2 separate regions of the Oryctolagus cuniculus genome follow, and region 2 is linked to region 1. A link is a contact called in public Hi-C data. All regions are on one chromosome and are shown on one strand. The core of a region is the stretch at or near the end of the contact, and the rest is flanking DNA. Distances in the headings are between cores, read along the strand shown.

Region 1 (7,928 bases), core at 3,000-5,499:
GCACGGACACCATGCTCGGGACACTTGAAAAAGAAATTCCAGAAGGTGGTGCCCCAGGTTTTGCCCAGGGACAGTGATGAAGGACCGACAGGAAGGAACATCCCTGTGGTGGGGAGGGGTGAATCCCTGCCAATGACCCCCAGCCTAAGCCCCGCCACTCGACCCTCTCAGGGTGTCCGAAGTCCTGTGTCTGTGATGCCTCCCGAATACAACCTTCAGGAAAAGAACAAGCTGGTACCAGCAGGGAAAAGGGCACTCTTTCCCTAGGAGCTGTTTGGGGACGATGCTACTGGAAGATACAATCCCCAAAATGACACATGCTGAGCTGAGACTACCATCAAGTTCTTACCGCCAGAACCACCGTAGGTCCAAAGTTGCCAAGCTAAAGCACCTGCACTGGAAAATGAACCACCCAACCCCAGCTCTTGGGAGAAAACCTATTATTCTCTCACGTACAGAATTCATAGCTTGGTACAACAAATCTTTTCCAGAATTACATATGACTATAATCACGGCATTCCTACTCTACAAATGATGTTTAAAAATCCTGTTAGTTGGGGCTGGCACTGTGGCACAGTGGGTTAATCCTCCACTGCGGTGCCCACATCCCATATTGATGCTGGTTCTAGTCCCAGCTGCTCCTCTTCCAATCCAGCTCTTTGCTGTGGCCTGGGAAAGCAGTAGAAGATGGCCCAAGCACTTGGACCCCTGCACCCACATGGGAGACTGGAAGAAGCTCCTGGCTCCTGGCTTTGAATCAGTCCAGCTCCAGCTGTTGTGGCCGTTTGAGGAGTGAACCAGTGGATGGAAGACCTCTCTCTCTCTCTGCCTCTGCCACTCTGTAACTCTGCCTTTCAAATAAAATAATAAATCTTTAAAAAAAGTATTCCATATATATACACACACACACACACACATTTTCTTTATGTATTCATCTGATGAGAGACACTTTGGTTGATTCCAAATTTTGGCTATTGTGAACAGTGCTGCCACAGACATGGTGGTGCAGGTACCTCTTTGATACAATGTGCTCCTGTCTTTGGGGCATATACCCAGTAGTGGGATTGCTGGATGGCAGGTCTACTTCTAGTATTTTAATAAAGAAATCTCTGCACTGTTTTCTACAGTGGCTGCGTTAATTCACATTCTCACCAACAGTGTATAAGTGTTCCCCTTCCTCCACATCCTTGCCAGCGTTTGTTACTCTCTGTATTTTGGATAAGAGCCATCCTGACAGGGGTGAGGTGATATCTCATTGTGGCTTTGACTTGCATTTCCCTGATGGGCAGTGATGTTGAGCATTTTTTCATATATTTGTTGTCCATGTGTATTTCTTCTTTTGAGAACCGCCCCTTCTGGTCCTCTGTCCACTTCTTAACTGGATTGGTTGTTTTTCTGTTGTTGAGCTTGAGCTGCCAATATATTCTGGATATTAATCCTTTGTCAGTTAAGTAGCTTGCAAATATTTTCTCTATTCTGCTGGACGTCTCTTCATTCAAATGATTGTTCCCTTTGCTGTGCAGAAGCTTCTGAGTTTGGTATAATCCCGTATGTATAGTTTTGTTTTATTGCCTGCATTTTGGGGTCTTATATAAGAAGTTGCTGTCTACTACAATGTATTGAAATGTTTCCCCTATGTTTTCTTTTAGAAATTTCATAGTTTCAGGTCTTAACATTTAGGTCTTTGATCCATCTTGAGTTGTGTTTTGTATATGGTGAGGGAGGGATCTAATTTATTCATATATATGTCCAGTTTTATCTGCACCAATTATTGAAAAAGACTGTCCTTTCTTCAATGTCTGTTCTTCGCACACACTGTCAAAAGCCAGTTGGCTGTAAATACGTGGACTAAATTCTAGGCTCCCTATTCTGTTTCACTGATCTGTGTGCCGGCTTTTATGCCAGTATTATGCTGTTTTAATTGCCACAGCTTTGTAGGTTGCTTTGAAATCAGGTATTGTGATGCCTCCAGCTTGACTATACACACGCACACAGAGGATTGTTTTGGCTATTCTGGGTCTTTTGTGATTCTGTTTGAATTTTAGGATTCTTTTTTTCTAATTCTATAAAGAATGTCACTGGTATTTTCATCGGTATTGCACTGAATCTATGGATTGCTTTAGGTAGTATATACTTTTTAATATTAATTCTTCCAATCCACAAACAAGGAGTACTTTTCTACTTTTTTGTGTCCTTGATAATTTCTTTCATTAATGTTTTATAATTTTCATCACAGAGATCTTTCGTTTGCTTGGTTACATTTATTCTTAAATATTTCATTTCTTGAGTAGCTATTGTGAATGGGATTTATTTCATGATTTCTCTTTCAGCGACATCATTATTGGTGTATAAAAATGCTATTTTTGATGTGGTGGTTTTGTATCCCATAACTTTACTGAATTGGTTCATCAGCTCTCACAGCTTTCTGTTGGAGTGTTTAGGTTTTTCCAAGTACAATATCACGTCATCCAATGTCGACACCCTTCTTCTCTCTAACTGCTCTTGCTAATACTCCCCATACTATACTGAATGGCATTGGTGCCATTTCCAATCTATGGCCATTTTTCTTTCACCCACTCGGGACCTGTTGACCAGAGCTGAGAGCAGACGCTTGGAATCCACCCAAGAACACCCATCTGCAGAACCGGATGCCTGGGGGTGAGGTCCACCCTTTGAGGTTTCTGCGCATCCTCCATGGGGTCCCGGGACACATTCAGTTTGAGAATGGCTCAAAGAAAAGTAGCCCCCTGTGAATGCTACTAACCTGTGGCCTTCTGGCTGCCTCCCAGGGAAGAGGCAGCGCTGATAAGCCCCGGGGAGACCTGATTTCCCACACATTTGGGAGGGGAGCACCAGGGTGCCATGCGCCCTCCTATCAGCCTGGAGCCGAAGAGGCTGTGGGCTGGGAGCAAACCCCTCCCCTCCCACCGGCCTTACCACGCCAGCCGGCCAGAGAGAGAAGGCGGGCCCCCGTCAGGACACGTCTACACAGCTGGTCTTAGACTTGTACATCAACAGCATCACTCCTCAAACAGTGGAAACAGAGCAAACCTCCACCGGCTTGTAAGCAGCTGGTGACACGTCTAGACGGTGGGGTATTCACCGCCACCAAGAAGAGGCAGGCCCTGCTGCACGTCGCAAGGCAGCACAACGGATGTCGTGAGCACACAGAATGCCAGGCGCCAGACACAGGAGACCACATACTGTCCCACTGCGTTCCCACGAAACGGCCAGCACAGGCAAACTAGAGAGACAGGAAGCGGCTTAGCAGTCAGCCAAGACTGGGGGGAAGGCGGGCAGTGCTCGAGGTTCCCTTCCAGGGGCTCACACACATCAAACTCGACCGCGCTGACCGCTACACACCGAAGTCTACGTTAACATCAAATCCCATATGCACGGTATCTCAGAGCAGTTATTTTTTTTTAACCATCACAAGTCTTCCTGCCTAGGACTCCCTCCCTCCTCGGAGCCCAGCAAGCACCCCCTCCAGGGCCGTCCGGTCCCTAAGCAGGCTGCAAGGTGCCCAGTGTATGAGGGGGGCCCAGGGTGCCATCCTTCAGGAACCTGCTCCCGGGGTCCTACAGGGTCAGTGCAGGGCCAGGCCGGGCCTCCAAGTCTGCTCCCAGGGCACCTGCTGGCCTCACGCTCGTCCCAGCCCTGATTCCGTGGCTGCTTCACATTCACACGGACTGACAGATTCTCTCCTGCTGAAAGCAGTTTCAAATGCGTTGCCATTCCTTTGCTTTAAAAACTTCCATGGCTTCCTGGCGCCTACAGATTAAAGTTCAAAGGTGACAAATCAAGCTCCTCCACTTGGGACTTTATCCCTGGGCACTGGGCCATGGACCGCGGTGCTGTCAGCATCTCTCGACACCACAGCAGGAGGATAGGGAGTGAAACCCAGGCTCAGAGCCCAGTGCCTCCAGGCAGCTGCAGAGGCGGTGGGGACTTGTCTGTGTCGCCCACACCCCGCAGTTCCAGCTCCCCCTGCACCCCTGCACCAACACACGGTTCAGGGCTGGCTGTGTAGAGCCAGCGATTCAGGAGGAATGCTCTCTCAATGCTAACTTGCAATTGTTAACAGGCAGAAAAACAGCGAGGCAAGGTGACACCCTGTGTCCCTTGTGAGTTCCCTGGCTCCTGAAAGGCCATGACAGGGAGCACAATGCAGCAAAGAGAATCTAGTAGCTTTAATGACAGAAAAATCACGAACAATCGGCTTCTTGGCTTGTATGATTTTTATCTTGAACCTGGCCTTTACCCAGCACACAGGAGCGTGCTTACCCAGAAAGTAAGTCAAGGACGACCGTAAGACAGTTGCGGGGCTCTGGCAATTGCGATAACTTCTGTTCTTTCTTGTTTTGCCTGTGCCCTAAAACCCTGTTGAAAAAGCAACATCTCAACTTCAGAAAGGAGCTCTCCACTCAAACAAGCTGCGAATGAGCAAGGAATATAAATGCCACAACAAGATCCCAAACAAAAACAGGCGGGGCTGGGGGGGAAGCAAGCAGACACACTTTTCTGGGATTGGAAAGAAACCAGGGCCTTTTTCAGCCAACGGGGAGCAACACTGCCACCAAGTGGTGATGCCTGCTCAAGTCAGTCTGTGAGGGGCCCACCAGTCCCAAGGTGGCAGCACTCAGAAACCTTTGGGAATAAAAAGTAAACAGGGACTCATGCCCAGGCTCCAGCTCCATACCAGCTGACATGGAAATGACAGATGCACAATTGATGCAAGACATGTAAAGTAAGGTGGACAGCTGTGCAGCAGGGCAAACCCAGCTTGAATTTTTTTAAAAAAGTGACCTTGGGAACGGCGCTACGGCACAGTAGATTAATCCTCCGTCTGTCATGCTGGCATCCCACATGGGTGCCGGTTCTAGTCCCACATGCTCCACTTCCGATCCAGCTCTCTGCTGTGGCCTGGGAAAGCAATAGAAGATGGCCCAGGTCCTTGGGCCCCTGCACCCGTGTGGGAGACCTGCAGAAGCTCCAGAGTCCCTCCTGGCTTCAGATCGGTCCAGCTCCGGCCATAGCAGCCATTTGAAGAATGAACCAGCTGATGGAGGACCTCTCTCTCTCTCTCTCTCTCTGCCTGAGTCTCTCTGTAACTCTGCCTTTCAAATAAATAAATAATCTTTAAAAACAAAGAAGACTTTGGAGTGGGCTTTTGATGCAGTGATTAAAGGTCCTGGAGTGTTTGATTTGAGTCTCAGCTTCTCCATTTCTGATTCCAGCTTCCTGCTAATGCACGCCCTGGGAGGCAACGCGGGGGACGGCTTCAGTGGCTGGGCCCGTGACATCCGCGTGGGAGACCCAGTTGGAGCTCTCAGGTCCTGGCTTCGGGCCTGACCCAGCCTGAGTTGTTGTGGGCATGTGGGGAGTGCACCAGTAAATGGATGTAAGATTTCTTTCTCTAATAAAATGAAAATAAATAAAATTTTCAAATAAAAATAAAAAGATGACTTTGGTGCACAGTGAACCCTGGGAATCAGAAAGGCCAGACCAGAGGTCGCTGTGAGGCTCACAGTTCCCAGGGGACTTCTGCGTGTGGCCATCACGCTCATATACTCCTAGTACCATGTCCCAGTGCCACATCAACCCTATGAGTGTGGCTATGGACAACACACATAAATCATAGTCCTAAACGTTTCTGCATCTTTCACAGTGATATAAAATAGTCATCGTAAAGCTTCCGAGTTCCCGCTTACATCTAAATTTACATCTGATATCCAACCCCCCAGACTGCACGCTGCTGTAGTGAGGCATATTCACACGGCCGCTCTCTATGTGGACCTTTCACGGGACGATTTGCTTATATGATGGGTTTCGAATCAATAACTCATTCTTATCTAGGTTAAAATAGGCTTGGATTTTTCTTTTAAATGAGACATGTAAAGTCTGAAAGCATCTTTTGTTGGTGAAATTACAACGTAATCCGAAATGCTTAAATGAAGTGTATGAGACCAAGACTAAAACAGCTCCCCAGCACACAGGGGGTAAATAAAAGGATTCGCCTCCATTCCACATTCCAGACTTGGGAGTTGCCTACTAGACTTTCCTAACAACCACGACTGCTCTTTTGTATGAAGCTGTAAGAGAAAAGGCTGTGCAGTACGTGCACTACCAAATACCTCCTCCAGAGCAGGTCCTCAGCATGCTTTGCAGGCCTGATGTCTGGGGGAGAGCCCACGGCTGAGCACCTGCAGGCTCTCAGTGCCCTGGGCCTGCCCTGGCACAGACCACGGCGGCAAAGAGGCAAAGCGTCCCTTCTGGTTTCGGGGCATATCACCAAATCCCCATCCCCCCGCCGCCCGGGGTTTCCATCACTGCCTTTCCCCATCGCGTGGGCTCTTTGCCCCTCCAGACGGCACAGCTCCTCTCCAAAAATGCCAGTGCTGACCCAGAGTCCTCCGAGGCTTCAGACACTTGGGAGACCCCGAGTCCCTCCGTGGAACCCAGACAGTCTCGTGGAAAGAGAGGGGCCTGGGCCAGGACTTGAAGATCTGCGCCGACTGACCACGGCTGCTTATCCCTCGTGCTCGCTACCACAGGCAGACTGGCAGCCAGCACTGCTGGGGAGCCTGGGAGAAACAGAGCAGCTCAGGACCCCCCCAGAGCTGCTGGGTCAGACTCCGCCTCTTCACACATCCGCGGAGGACTCTGGACTCCGAGCCCCTGAGTCCACAGGTGGGCTCCCGTCTGCGTAGCAGGGACGAGAGTGCTGCATCTGCCTGGCCCCCTTCTGTGCAGCCCTGGAGTGGGGACCCCCAGCCAGGCTCAGCAAGCACAGACTCTGGCACCCTTATCCTCCGTGCTGGGAGCAAACATGCCGGCTGCCAGCGATGCCCGACAAACGGAGCTTTGCACACGCCCAGCTCGGAGGCCTCCATAGCCTCCTGCTGAGCCGCTCCCCCTCACAGGCTCAGCACTGCACAGATGGTGCACCCCAAGGACCCACAGCACTTCGGGCGGGAACACACAGCCCTGAGGGGCCACCATGAACTCAAAGCATCGCAGAAGCCTTTTGTCTTAAGTTTAAACTATGCAGCTTTGAGTGCTGCATTTCGTGACCTATCTACGTTCCTTTATTAAAAAAAAAAAAAAAAAAGTGAGACTTATTTATCTGTCCATCGGTTCACTCCCCAAATGCCTGCAGCAGCCAGGGCTGGGGCAGGCCAACTGAAGCCTGGAGCCAGGAACTTCATCTGGGTCTCCCGTGTTCGTGGCAGGGACCCAAGTACTTGAGCCACCACGTCCTGCCTCCCAGGTGCATCGGCAGGAAGCTGGGTCAGGACTTGACGCCAGGCCTTCTCAGAAATGGGATGCGGGCGTCCTTAACCCAGTGTGCCACGATGCTGGCCTCGCTGAGTACAAATTGGTGGTTCCCTTTTTATTACAGAGTTCGCCCCCAATGCAGTGCCTGTGCTATGCTTGACCTGCCATCCAAGAAGCAGAGACCTTCCCTCTGAGGTTTCAAATTAAACACAGGCCCCTTAGACTCTGCTAACTCAAAGACGGAGTTCTCACAAGAGACACATTGGCTACTGCTGAATTCACAAACACAGCCAGTCCGGGCCTTGGGAATGTCTCCCCTGGTCCTACCAGACACAGTAAATTTCTAGATATGAGTGAACGACCTACCTACTTTGGGTTAAGTATCCAAAATGCCAAATTCTAACTGCTACAACTTGACTGCTTCACAGGACGTTTGTACAGAGAGTCACAGATTCGTGAGTGAGTCACGTGCCGCATCTGATCTCTCCTGCCTTTGTATTTCCCTCTGGGCCACGGCTGGAGCCACACTGCTCTCCCAACACCCTTCCTGCAGGTTCCAGCCCAGCCGTAACAGGACAGCCCCAGAGGGCAGGAAAGCCTCTTTCCCGTCCCCAGCACCACTGCTGCTAGGCCAGCGCCTCGGGTTTCAG
Region 2 (7,928 bases), core at 1,926-4,425, 230 kb before region 1:
AATGTCCACCACGGCCGGCGCTGTGCCAATCTGAAGCCAGGAGCCAGGTGCTTCCTCCTGGTCTCCCATGTGGGGTGCAGGGCCCAAGCACTTGGGCCATCCTCCACTGTCCTCCCGGGCCACAGCAGAGAGCTGGACTGGAAAAGGAGCAACCAGGACTAGAACCCGGCACCCATATGGGATGCCGGCACCACAGGCAGAGGGTTAACCAAGTGAGCCACGGTGCCGGCCCACCAACTCAGCATATTGATATCACTTTATATTGGGCATACATAGGTATCTCTATGATGATAAACACAAATTTTGTATAGGTTCCCTTTACCTTGGGGGAAATCCCATGAGGACTGAGATGCAAAGATTAATGCCATCTGCTCTTAATGGGTTATTTGTCCATTTCCATGTTGGCTCCTTGAATTATTACTTTTTTAACTTACATGTGCATGATGGTCAGGGCCAGGAGCTGGGAACAAAATCCAGGTGTCTTGGGGCCAGCACTGTGGTGCAGCGGGTTAAAGCCCTGGCCTGAAGTGCCGGCATCCCATATGGGTGCCGGTTCTAGTCCCTGCTGCTCTTCTTCCAATCCAGCTCTCTGCTATGGCCTTGGGATAGCAGTGGAAGATGGCCCAAGTCCTTGGGCCCCTGCACCAACGTGGGAGACCTGGAAGAAGCTCGGATTGGCGCAGCTCCGGCCATCGCGGCCAACTAGGGAGTGAACCATCAGATGGAAGACCTCTCTCTCTGTCTCTGCCTCTCTCTGTAACTCTTTCAAATAAAATAAAATAAATCTTAAAAAAAAAAAAATCCAGGTGTCTCACATGGGTGACAAGAACACAGTAACTTGAGCCACCACCCCTGCCTGCCAGTGTTTGCACTAGCAGGAAGCTGGAGTCTGGAGCAGGAGGCAGGAACTGAACTTACATGCTCTGATGTGGATCAGGGGTCCTAGTTGCTATTCTAAAAGCCCACTTCCTACAGGAAACTTTGACTTTGGTTAATGGGTTCTTCTGGTCTAGAAAAATACCTTAGGAAGTCAACATTTTAACTGCTCCCTCCACCCCTCCCAAAAAAAAAAAAAAAAAACCCTCAAAAACAAAACCCATGCACACACACAGACACGGGAGCAGGTGTGTCAGAATACAAGTCTCATGGGTATTTGGAACCGAGACCAGGATTTTCTGTAAACAACCATAATCAGAAAGTCTGCTGCCTTATATCTAAGAACCCAAAAGATAGGTGACTGCTGACTTCTGCTTCTCTTTTCCTGGGAAGGAAATTGTTGCCTGCCAGTCAGCCAGCCCTCAGAGGCGATCTGCTGCTGCAGGTTTGCAACTTTTCTTCCCCAGGTTCAGAAACTCCAGTTTGGGGCAGGCATCTGGTACAGAGTTAAGAAACCACTTGGGATACCCATACCCCATGTCAGTGTGCTAGGTTCAAATCCCAGCCCTGCTTCTGACTCCAGCTTCCTAATGTGCACCCTGGGAGGCAGCAAGTGATGGCTCCAGTGCTGGCTCCCTGGTCACCCACGGGGAGACCCAGATTGAGTTCCTGGCTCCTGGCTTCAGCCTGGCCCAGTCCTTGATGTTGCAGGCATTTAAGGAGTGAGAAAGTGGATAGAAGCTCACCAAAAGATAAATAAAAAATGTGTAAGGAACTAAACTTGTATCCTAGAAAGGAGAAGTGAGAGAAAGCCCCAGCCTGGAGTGAAGGTGACCAACTGGCACTCCAAGCTATTCCAGGGTGAACTGCACACACCTCTGCCTGGGGTCCCGCTGGGTGTGGAGTCACACAATGCCAAAGGATGTTTTTTTTCTACCCAACTTCAAGGCCCTTGTCAGAGCGTAGCGGAGGTTAGTGGGCTCTTGCAATGTGAGGCCCATGTAAAAGGCCCTGGAGAGCCAAGCCAGCCACCTGCACTGTTGGAGAAGCCAGAAATACAGTGCACAATCAGACACACGTCTCCCTCTGTGTGCAGCTCACATTCCAGCTCTCGCTGTGGCCTGCACACAATTCTGTTCTGGGCAGGGGTCATGTGACACGCAGACCCCGGATGGCCCTCTCCCCGCCAACATCCTCCCCCCGCAGGCGTGTGCAGGCTTTTCCTGCCTCTGATCCAGTGGACATATGTAATCTTTGACTACAACTCTCAGAGGCTGGTTTTTTCCCACCCTGCAAGTCAGTGAGTGCAAGTGTTGGCAGAGACGCCTGGAGCCATAGGTTCTAAGCATTCAGGCAGAGGGGGAAAAAAAATAGTTTTTCCAACCCCGGCCTGCTAAGGACACATGGTGGGTCTCAGGCATTTCCTGCCTGCACTGCCGGATCTCTCCTCCTCTTGCACACATGCTCCTCCTACTGCCTGATGCTGGAAGTGCACCCCCGGGGCTAGCACAGAGAACACCCCAGCATGGGCCTAGGACAGCCATGTTGAAAGACTGCTGAAGCTCCCTCTCAAAACGAAATAACACATCCTTAAGAATTCCTCCACTACTCTGGCAAAGGGACCAAGCCAACTCAGACTTTACTCTTCGGGATCAGCCTGTAATAAACACTCAATACATAAATTCTCCCGGAACAGAGCTTTGCCAAATAAGCTCAATTTAAGTCTCCCTTACAGAATAAGTCAGAATCAGGGATTCAGAGGCAGGCTTTGCTCTATTCCTTTTCTGTAACTTAGACATAATGGTATCGCGCACACCCTGGTGTTGTGGGAAGCAAGAGAGAACGGGAATGTATCAGGAAGGTGTTTTATAACATAAAAAAGAACACGAACTGTTTCCATCAGCACACGCACACACCCTTTCCATGCATCTGGGTGGAAATGGTAGTCAGGGCCATCTAACCCCCAAAAAAGGAAGTAGGCTAAGGAAGGCTCAGTCACAAACAGGAAGTCACAGAAATGCCACCAGAAAAACTGTCTCCGGCAAAACACCAAAAAACCAAGAAAATTAAACAACCTTGAGGCTAGGTTGGTGGAGGTAGGTGGTAGCTCTAGTTAATGGTTTGGGGTGTTACCAGCCTGACCTGACCCCCTATGGAGGGGGTTTTCAGAGCTGATTAGGTAATTCTTGGCCTCCGTTTGACCTCACACATGGGAATTCTCACTCTGCATTTTAGGAGCTCTGCAGTTGGTAGGTTCCTGCCTTTTTAAATGTAGGTCTCTCCTCCTATTCCCCTGTGGCAATAGGAGGGGCCAGGCGCTCCGCCGGCTGGGAGGAGCTGGGGCTCCGCCTGCCCTCGCCCTCGCCCCGGGGAGCCGCCCGCCCGCCCCGGCAGCTCCACTCGTCCGGGCCTCCCTCCCTGGCTCTCCAGACCTGCCACATGGTAGGTTGGCGGCTGCAGGGAATTGAAGAGAAGCATTTGAGTGACCGCAGCACAAAGCAGCCTCACAGTTCTGGAGATGATGTCAGGTTTTCCTTCCAAGCTTCTGCTCAGAGGAGACAAAATCCTAGACATTTTTTTAGGGAAGGAAAAAAAAAAAGAGGGAAAAAAGAAAAAAAAAAGAAAAGCAAAAAACCACCACCAAAATCGAAAGGGAAACATGTCAGCATAGCAGGACGCATTCTGCCGCTGCTTCTCTCAATTTTCTTTTCTATTCTTGAAATCTCTTTCAAAACTCCTACCACCTCTCTTGCCCCTTCCAGCCTTCTGTACATTTTTAAGGTAGAGAAGGGAAAGGATTGAAAATCCGTGAATTTTTAAGTCGTTCTTCTGTGTTCCTAAAGCTCATTTGTTGGAGGAGCGGAGTTGTGCCTCAGTCACCTCCACCCCCAGATGAAAGGCTGCGAGGGAGAGTAGGAAGCCAGGCGACCAACACCATCCTTCACGGGACCCCAGCCCAAGGCCAGCGGTTCAAGCATCCTTGAGATTCAGGTAACAAGTCCCATTTTAGGCTGTGTGGATTGTTGGGAAGGGCCTCCACCTACACAGATCTGGGAAGATACTGCGACTTTCCAAGTGATTTTACATTTGAGCCCCAGAACAACTGTGTGAATTCAGCTGGGGTCAGGGTGAGAGGAGCAGCGAGGCCGCTCAGCCAGTTCCCTGGGAAGCCGAGACTGAAAGATCCACGTCTGCCGAGGGCTCCTCCAGCAGCCTATCAAGGCTCTATGGCCAACAGGTTCTACAGGCTTGCATTCATGCTAAGCAAGCTGTCCCCATTTTAAACACAGGGTAGCATGAGCATTTAAAATAACTTTTCACAAATTACATAGGGTGTGTTTCTTTTGCAAAAGTAGGACTCTGGGGGCCCTTTTCAATAGATAATGTTTTAAATTAAAATTTTGTTTTTAAGGAATACTTCACTTACGTGATTTAAAAGTCAGAATTCTACATCACAGTATATCTGGAAAGTTTTGCTTATCACCTCTTTCTTTTCATCTGACTTCTCGACTCCCTCCTCTCCTTTGTAGATCATTCTTATTCCTTTCATCCTATCGACGTTTATGAAAATACAAATCAGTACAAATGTGCACTCAATACAAATACGAGAGAGTGGATTTAATGCATTTTGAATTGGACTACTGGAGTAGGGAGTGGGTTTTTGTAAACCATCCCCCTCTTGCCTTGGACCCCTGGGGTTGTAGTCATCAATCTGCATACGGCTCAGCTGAGACTGAGAACCCAAGAGCTCAAGCAATGGAAGCCACAGTGGGATAGGTTTGTGCCATGAACCTGGGCCCCTCACTGAACTGAACCAGACATGGCTGCCATCAGTCAAGCCTGGATTCTCAGCTGTTTCCTGGGGGAAGAACTGTCTAGACTCAAACAGAAACAGAGCAGAGCAGGCAGGCAGGCCCCAGTGAGGGGTTTCTGACAGTGGTTCCTCCCAGGAGGAACTGAAATCAGAGTCAGGGCCCTCTGCTCTCCGGTGCTGTGGGCATGGCAGGTCCTGGGGTGGGAGCTGGCGGCTGGCACAGACTCACTCACTGTCGGGTGCAGGGATTGTGAGCGCTGCCATGACAAAGCACCATGACCCACGCGGCCCAGATAGCAGGAATTTATGTTGTCACAGTTGCGGACGCCAGAAATCAGACCAGGTGTCTGCCTCGGTGGCTTCCTCTGAGGCTGTGAGGGACAGATCTGTCCCCAGCCTCCTGATGTCTCCCCACCTTTTACCGTAAGGACAGCAGTGTTGCTTGGAGAAGGCCCACGCCGGCCATCTCACTTCGACTGGGTTATCTCTGGGCCGCCCCTCTCTGCAAATCCCATCACATTCCGTGGTACCAGAGCTTATGACCCCAACCTGTCTTTCTTAGGAGCACACAAAGTCAACCCAGACCATCTGTTTTCAGACCCACAAGTGCCCTCCACACCTCCAGAAGTGCTGGCCTCACATGCTCACTCCACCATTGAGAACAAAGCTACCCAGAGGCTGCACAGGTGTCATGGTGCTTGGGGACACAGCGGGAAGTGGGCGGCAGGGTGAGACCCCCTGCCTTAGATACTGTCTGTGACCTAAAAACAATATGCTTTGCATTGGGAGAGTTGTCCCCTTCAATCTCAACACATCCTTCGTCTCTGTAGGGACCAAGGAAGAAATAAAAGTCCCTCCAACGACGGAGCTCCAGCACCGCCCTCTCCCCGCCTCAGCGACTCGCCTGCCCTTTGGAACCGAGATCCTCGTGTCCAGATGCTGCCCAGATTTTTCATACCCTCCTTTCGCTCAAAGATTTTTCTTTACCTACATTTTGGAATGTGTATGCTAAGCTAAAAAACACATCACTCTCTGTAGCTGGGCGTCTGGTGTTGCGGTGGTTGATCATTTTACCTTTGTTTCTGTTAAATCTGCCCTGACACCTTTGCCAAGACGCTGTGACAAACACTTTGGCCCCGTGACTTGGCATGACCAGGTGTGGCTTGGCCTGCGCTCGCCAAGCAGGTGGAAACAGCCAACTTCAGTTCAAACTTGCTCTAGGGATCCAGCACCTGGAAATCCCCACAAAGCTAACCCCATTCCAGATCTTTCTCAACACCCGAGAGGAGGCAGCACAAGGGCCAATTGTCCTTACCAGTTTCTTTGCCTGCAGTTCTATAGTCTGAGGCGTGGTGGGGACAGTGGGAAGTAGACCTGTACAGGAATGCGTGTGGGGTCTGCAGTCAGGAAGAAGAGTTGATGCCTTGGAGACACTCAGCCGGCGAGCACCAGCCAGCCCCTGCAATCCTGAGGGAGGAGGCTGGATGACCCCAGTCCATGGGGGCCTGCCTCAAACCCCTCCACAGGCCCAGACCAAGACCCGTTCCCCCCAGGGCTGTTGCCTTGGTGACTTGGATCCTTTGTTACTTCCCGTCATCCCTGCTTTGTGCATTTCTTGGGTTCCCTCCTTGTTGTCCATGCTTCTTGGATTGCATCCAACGCTGAGTAATGAACCAGAGCCAGCAGCTTTGAGAGGTTAAAGTGCCACTCCAAGGCGGGGAGTCATTAAAGCTCCAGGTCTCAAACTGGGAGCCCCTTCCCTGGACCACAAGCCTTCACCGGAAGGCATCCATAGGAGGAGTTGGGCATAGCCAAGGTGGGGTTATCTGGGGAAAAGCGAGGGTGCTCCCAGCTGCACCTCTCCTTGTGGTCTTCCTGGGGCATGGGGAGTCTCTTACTTCAATGGGACATGCTATCTTATCCCTCCTCCTCTGCTCTCCTGTCCCATACACCCCACCCCAGGTTCATCTTTGGTAGGATTATAGTCCAAAGTGCTCTGTGTAGGAAAGAGCTGAACCTAGCAGGGGTGTAACACAGCGGTTTTCCTTGCATGACCCCGGTCAATGACACATTCACTGGACACTGTGCTGGCTAGACCTCCTGGTGGATGGAAGCCAGGGTTGGCATGGAAATAAAACAGACCTGAAATGAGGGCTGCAGTGATGTGCCAAGCGTGCAAGTGAGCTCTCAGAGTGCTCTGTGCAGGGAGGGCAACGATAGAGCTGGTCCTAGGGCCCTTCAAAATGTTTTAGACAATGCATATTATGAAAAATCTATGTTTTTTGCACCAAAAGACATTTCTCTCTCTTTTTTTTTCCAAAAGCTTATTTATTTGAGAGGCAGAGAGATAGACACAGACAGAGAACCTTCATCTGCTTGTTCACTTTCCAAATGCCCATAGTGGTCGACAGGAACAAAGCCAGTAGCCGGGAACTCCATCCAGGTCCCCCACATGGTTGGCAGGAACCCAATCACTTGAGCCATCACTGCTGCCATCTAGGGTCTGCATTAACAGGAAGCTGGAGTCAGGAGCCAGAGCCAGGAATTGAACCCAGTATTTCAGTGTGGAGCTGGGCATCTTAACTTGTGTCTTGATACTAGACAGTGCTCACTCCTCTTTTAATTGCACTTTTCCATGAACTTTTTGAAGTGCCTTCATAATAACCAACACTGGCTGAGTAACTCCTGGGTATCAGATGCTGTGCATTTTAATCCTTACAGCAATCCTATGCGGTAGGTACTATTACTATTCCCATCTTACCAATGAGGAAACTGTGTCACTGTGCAGCCCAAGGTCACTCCAAGCTCACACTGTTGATATGAAGCAGGGCCAGGATTTTAACCCAGCATTGGAATTTGTTCTAGAGTCCTGTTCTGGAATCTGCAAGCTTAACCAGGCTCTATATGAACCAAAACATGACTATGCTTGCCCTCATCTTACAAGGGAAGAAACTGAGGCACAGGAAAGCCAAGTGCCTTGCCCACTCCCATGTTGAGAAGCAGAGCGGAGACAGGCACCTGGGTTCCTGACTCTTCTCCCCAGCCGGGGGGTGGGAGACCAAGGAGGAGATGTGCAGTGAGGATGTAATTGAATCCTACGCACCCTTCTCCACCTCAAGTTTCTACCTTCCTCCCGAAGCTTCAAGCTCTTGTTTCAGATGACAGGAAGCTACTAGAAAAAGAACCAGCGAGTAAGTGTGCAGGTGAGGAAATCAGAAACTTGCACCTGCCAATCTAG

Evidence for each region. A called contact is a pair of places that touch in the nucleus more often than the background predicts.
Region 2: a contact with region 1 is called in a Hi-C map of an unstated tissue, with 3 times the contacts expected there. The contact joins two enhancer-like sites. A contact is called at or near these places in 2 of 6 Hi-C or Micro-C datasets (ear pinna and an unstated tissue).

What each region holds. Positions count from the first base shown.
Region 1 is chr2:32,098,127-32,106,054 of mOryCun1.1, reverse strand. The region is part of intron 12 of TBC1D1 (TBC1 domain family member 1); the gene reads right to left. Among named protein-coding and RNA genes, the nearest start is that of TBC1D1, 150 kb to the right of the region's middle. Within about 2 kb of position 4,249, at least 3 of the 8 cell types and tissues checked have an H3K27ac peak or open chromatin away from gene starts, as enhancers often do. A contact at or near this core is called in ear pinna, where this site is marked.
Region 2 is chr2:32,331,823-32,339,750 of mOryCun1.1, reverse strand. No RefSeq gene overlaps it. Among named protein-coding and RNA genes, the nearest start is that of KLF3, 330 kb to the left of the region's middle. Within about 2 kb of position 3,175, at least 7 of the 8 cell types and tissues checked have an H3K27ac peak or open chromatin away from gene starts, as enhancers often do. A contact at or near this core is called in ear pinna, where this site is marked.